Regions from separate parts of the Mus musculus genome. Here region 1 is linked to region 2. A link is a contact called in public Hi-C data. All regions are on one chromosome and are shown on one strand. The core of a region is the stretch at or near the end of the contact, and the rest is flanking DNA. Distances in the headings are between cores, read along the strand shown.

Evidence for each region. Hi-C and Micro-C count contacts between places; a contact is called where the count stands out from the background.
Region 1: a contact with region 2 is called in a Hi-C map of double positive thymocytes, with 3 times the contacts expected there. The contact joins two enhancer-like sites. A contact is called at or near these places in 18 of 39 promoter capture datasets (the 3T3-L1 cell line, 3T3-L1-derived adipocytes, the C10 cell line and 12 more), 6 of 15 datasets of contacts at CTCF or cohesin (CD8 T cells, hippocampal excitatory neurons, large pre-B cells and 3 more), 95 of 484 Hi-C or Micro-C datasets (3T3-L1-derived adipocytes, the 63-12 cell line, B cells and 58 more), 17 of 115 datasets of contacts at active chromatin or transcription factors (the 230-238 cell line, CD8 T cells, DN3 thymocytes and 12 more) and 4 of 9 other capture datasets (adipose tissue, embryonic stem cells, liver and 1 more).

Annotation. Positions count from the first base shown.
Region 1 is chr13:73,708,431-73,711,130 of GRCm38.p6, reverse strand. It overlaps Slc6a19os (solute carrier family 6 (neurotransmitter transporter), member 19, opposite strand), which reads right to left. Exons shown (of 2, transcript NR_168890.1): 2 at 1,281-2,511. Among named protein-coding and RNA genes, the nearest start is that of Slc6a19, 9.0 kb to the right of the region's middle. Within about 2 kb of position 1,365, at least 26 of the 459 cell types and tissues checked have an H3K27ac peak or open chromatin away from gene starts, as enhancers often do. A contact at or near this core is called in the P5424 cell line and double positive thymocytes, where this site is marked.
Region 2 is chr13:73,640,579-73,643,278 of GRCm38.p6, reverse strand. It overlaps Tert (telomerase reverse transcriptase), which reads right to left. Exons shown (of 16, transcript NM_009354.2): 9 at 1,190-1,303; 10 at 843-914. Among named protein-coding and RNA genes, the nearest start is that of Tert, 15 kb to the right of the region's middle. Within about 2 kb of position 1,323, at least 8 of the 459 cell types and tissues checked have an H3K27ac peak or open chromatin away from gene starts, as enhancers often do. A contact at or near this core is called in the P5424 cell line and double positive thymocytes, where this site is marked.

The DNA of each region.
Region 1 (2,700 bases), core at 116-2,615, 68 kb before region 2:
GGATATTTGACTCCTGTGAACAGCCCTTGGCCATTCACAGTTCAGCACCAGCTTTCCACCTTCACACCAGACTACCTGCTGTTGCTGCACGGCCTCTTGGAGTTGTCTTGGCAAGGGATCTTGGAGATCTGGGGACCTGCCAAGCTCTTCCTAAAACACCCAATCTACCTTGATACTATGGGCTAGACTAGTCTTCAGTGAAACGTCCAACACAGCTTGATAGCTGCCAAGAAGTGCCTGAAGGTAATTCACCTGCATCTTATAGTAGGGAGCTAGTGCTCTGGGCTCAGGGGAGGGCTCACCCCAGAGTCTCTTTATACAGCTCCCATCTTCCCTACCCAGTGCCTCAGCCCAGTAGCCTGAGATACATGGACCTTATGGAGGCTGTGCTGGGCCTGTTTGTGCCTCTTAGTTGTGACACGCAAAGACTCAAGGGGGCAATGCTTAGATTGCCAGCCCACGGAAATAGGTGGAACAGCTTGTCACAGAAAACCTACAGAAGTCTGTGAATATGGAAACTGCCAAGCTAGCCTGAAGTTAAAGGAACATAAACCAATTCCATAACGTATGATTTTTCTATTTCTTAAATTGGACAAGATTGAAATGATAACTAACTAGTGCTCCCAGGGAGTCGAGGGACATCCTCCCCAAGGCCCCTTCCTGGAAGTGCTTCCTGGAAGTAGCTTTCATCTCTCTTAACCATCAGCCACTTTTTGAGAAATCCTGTGTGTGAAGAGTATAAGGAAGACTTCTGAAACAAGGTGCTTGTTTCAGCAGTGTTCATAATAGCTAAGGATCGCAGTCAAGCCCTGGCCACTAGCAGCAAAGCAGCAGATGGCTCTGGGGCTGAGGTAGTGGGTGTGCTCAGGGAGGTACCGGTCATTCTGGCTCCCCTTCTTTTCTGCACAAGGCTGAGGGTCAGTGGGTGCTATAACTCGGAGACAAAATCAAGCTGCATCCTGAATTGTTTCCGCCAAGATCTCTAGTAAGAAACAGCTGGCTGGCAGTCATCCCTTACAGGTTGAATGCTTCCTTGCCAGGCCTGCGAGGTGAGTCAAGCAGGGCTCCATTGGAGGAGCCGCCTCCTAGTAACCAGAGCCTAGAGGCTCACAGTAAATTTCTGATGCTTTCAGCACCAAGGTCTTGTTCTTTCTGTTTCTCCTCCCCGTGTCTGTTTCTCCCTCTTCTCCCCTGTCTCCCCTCTCTCTGCACCCCACCCCCACCCACTTGTCGCAGAAAGGTTTCAGAGATGACAAAGGCAGGAGACACAAACAAAATGTGCAGAGATGACTTTAAGGGGTGAGGCTAATATCGTGGGCTTAACTGCGGGCTCAGAGTCAATACTGAGCTTAGCAGAGGCTGGTGCATCCGGAGTCTTGTGACTTCTGAGTGCTGCTCAGCAACTCTGGCCTCCAAACACAGCTCCCCTGTAAACAAACTGCTTCAGACAAAGGTTAATGACTGCCCATCACGAGCCTTCTTCTGATGGCTTTCCTCCATGGCCTTCCTCCAATTTAGCCCTTCCCACAGGCCCCACAGAGGAGGGCTCCGGAGAGCCATCAGAGTGGATCCTCCTCTGTGCCTCATGGCCCAGGCACTGGAGTTTTCAGAACGTTACTGCTTGGTCTTTGAGATGGGCATCCTGTTCCAGCTCCTCACCCAATTTCTGCCTCTGCTCTCATAAGAAAGACACAAGGTGGATATTGTTGGGGGCACCATAGCAGGGCTTCAAACTTCTCTCCCTGTTCACTCCTCAGTGCAGTCAAGAAGCCCCAGCCATTCACCTTGGTCAACACAGGCCTGGTGGCTGTTAGCCACAGAAGATGGGATGTTACTGTGTATGACTGTCCCTTAACAGTGTGAGTTTTGGCTCTCCCTCTATAGGTCACGAGAGCATGCCAAATGCCTTTCACACCTGCTGCTTATATCTGAGTAGAGGTATAAATGCTAGGTCCTTTAGGGACATTTAACCTTGGGATGGTGGTGTCCTTGAGACCTGCTTTGGTGGCACAGGGATCAATGGCCAAGCCTGGGTTCCATGACATTCTCCTCTCCCTGAAAGACTAGCCTCTCTGCAACTGTCCCCACCCAATAGAAGAAGTCATTCTTCATGGAGGAGGGTAAGGATGGGGAGAGTTGAGAAGAAACCCTGAGACAGCCAAGGTCAGGGTCAGGCATCCTTCCCAATGGTCCTTCTGCTTCCTAGCAACCTGATGGGAACTAGAGTGCCACACAAGTATCTCTGAGGGCCAGGAATGTTCACGATGTTGACCACTTGGGGACCAGCTCTTGGGCCTGGTGATGCAGAAGCACTGCTCATTGGTGAGACCGAGGCCATGTGGCTGACCACTTCTTCAGTTATGGTAACCAAGCAGATGTTACAGACTTCAGGATCCTGACCAGGGCCGGGTGGACATGCAGTCTGAAAGGGCATCATCTTTTGGACACAGAAGGCTTCTTGTTCTGTCAGGATGCTCAGAAAGAAGTTCCTGAAGGCTGGGTGAGACTGCCCTGCACAGCAGAAAACACTGTAAGGACTGTGGCTCAAAGCATGGGGTAGGGAAAATGCATAGTGTCTAATAAGCCATCATTGACTCTGGTAACTGTGAGTGCCTGTTACCAGGACTTTCCATCCCCCACTGTGCCTCATGAGCCTGCCCTTCTCACCCTTTGAAGAAGCTGGTAGATATGTGATTTCTT
Region 2 (2,700 bases), core at 74-2,573:
GGAGCCTCTTCTGTAATAGCTGATCTGAAGAAACCTCAAACTCTGCAGTGCCTAAGGAACCTCAATGTATGGTTGCTGCTCTGAAGCTAGGCTGTAGTACCTGATTCTAGTTTGAGCCACAGAAATTAACTTTACAACCAGATGTGCCCAAATCCCTGGCCTAACCTGTATATACTATAAACACAGTCTAGAATACACACTATAACCCACTAGTATGAATATTATGTAAGAGAAGTGATCACTCCTCGTGCAATAGCAGTGCCTCAATACACCAATGTTTAGTAAATCCAAATTCTCTAGTCTCTTCCTAACAATCCCATAAAGAAAAGCGACTCCACAGAACCTGTTCACCCAGTGCTTGTTCGTGGTGTGATGTGAAGTGTCCAAGTTGTCAGGAATGTTCTCAGGGACAACACATCTCCCAGGAGGGCTCTGTGCCTCAGGCCTTGGCAAATAGCCCTTCTGTGGACTCAGCTGGGAGGGATGGGAGTTAATGCCTGCTGTCCTACTTGGAGATTCTTTAAATACTGACACTGACCTGGTCTCTCACTGCATGCTCGGTGAGACCAAGCTGGATCAGCTATGAGTATCAGACTCTCTTCCTTGGTGCTACAGGCGTCCCATGCCTGGATGCACAGGTGAGGTGCCTCTGCCACTTGGTCTTGGTGACCATATGAGCCCCAGGCATGCAAAATTACTAACCAGTTAAATATGCTGCCTTAGCACATTTTATATCTTATACAGATGTAAACACACACACACACACACACACACACACACACACACACACACACACACACCCCTTGATAATACAGTAGAAACCCAGGCATGATGGTCCTTACCTGAGGAAGGTTTTTGCTTGGTCCAAGTGAGGCGTCACCAACAGAAAGTCATCAACAAAACGTAAAAGCAACCTAAATAAAAGACACATCAAGAGGTCTCACAGAGCATCTACCTTTAAGTGAGCCAACTTGTAACACTCTAAGTATAGGGATGCACATAGAAAAAACAAAGTGGTTCTTCAAAAAAAGAGAACAACAGTTTTACTGTCCTAACAAGAATGGCTCTGGGATGCTTCACAGCTTTTCATGAAGCGAAGGCAATGGCCTTTGTGTCTCGAACATAAACCAGCTGTGACACACACTCAGTGACCCAGCCCCTGGGAGCAGTAAAAGGAAAAAACATTTACCCATCCCGCTGCACCTCAGCAAACAGCTTGTTCTCCATGTCTCCGAAACACAGACTGCAGAGCAGGGTGGATAGGCTGGAGCCCTGGGGGATGCCCTGGCACTGCGTATAGCACCTGGTGGTGGTGATGGATATGGTCAGAAGCAGCAGCCGTGATGGGTTTCACACTTGTATCTGACATCCCTCCCCATGTGTGCATGAATAAACAGACACCTTCAGTGAACCTGCTCACAGGCCACATACACAAACAGTGGTATCTACCATTGTCAGCTGCTAAGACCTAAGAAGATAACAAGTTAAGTACTACCCTTATCTCTTCCATTCCCCACTCTTGCTACAACCTGGGGTGGTGCAGACCACATCCCTGTCCACCGACTCCAAGGCTATCCTATGAATAACAAGCAATCAGCCTCCTGAATATTTATCTGGGACAATTCATAGCAGCTTTATTAGTGAAGGGACATTCTTGGTGACAGCCGTGTGAAAAAAGTGAGTGCCTTCTCAGAGAACACAATGGAACCAAACATACATGCAGGTGCAGACACGCAGGTGCTGGCAGGGGTGGGTGTCACCAGATGGTCAGGACAAGGAGGTCACCCAGGCACCCCTCACATTTGCTAAGATCTTCTCCACTAGAGTAACAGGCAGGAAGCTCAGAGGCACTGTGCACTTGGATTTGACTTTTAAGTGCGTCAAGCAGAACCACGTGAGTAGGTTAAGTTTCCTGCCACATGGACATAGACTCATGAGTCTGTGCTCAGTGCTTTCAGGAGTCAGGCCCACCCTTGGCTGTGTTTGTGAGAAGACACTCAGTTGCACACTTGTAGCTTGTGGTGTCCCAGTATGCCCATCTAACATTTCCAATTACATTCTAATACATATTGTGAATTTAGATAATCAGGTATTCCTTGTCATGCCTGACTTCACCTCTAATAACCCTGGAATTCTGTTCAGTATTGGCGCTCCTAACAGTTCAGCAAAAAGGAGCCAAGTACTGTTGTACCAGTCTCACAGGTGGGGACTTTGGGTACAGAAGGTCCAACCAAATGCTTAAGCACTCAACCTTACATCGGATCCAGACACACAAAACAGGCCTTTGCAGGCTGGTGGGCTGCTCCAGCATAGAGCCAGTCTGGGCTCTCTTCACCACAGCAGTGCTTTTTAAAGAGTACCTGTTTGTTGATTTTTTTTTTTCTCCTTGAAAATGGGTTATAAACTGAATTATTTTACAGTGTGTTACATATTTAGCAAATGTCAAGTTACACAGCCTCTGAGTTCTATTGTCAAAAGCCTTTACTGAATCTATTGAGATGATCATGTGATTTTTTTTCCATTTTTTATTAGGTATTTAGCTCATTTACATTTCCAATGCTATACCAAAAGTCCCCCATACCCACCCACCCCCACTCCCCTACCCACCCACTCCCCCTTTTTGGCCCTGGCGTTCCCCTGTACTGGGGCATATAAAGTTTGTGTGTCCAATGGGCCTTTTTTTTTTTTTTTATCTTTAGG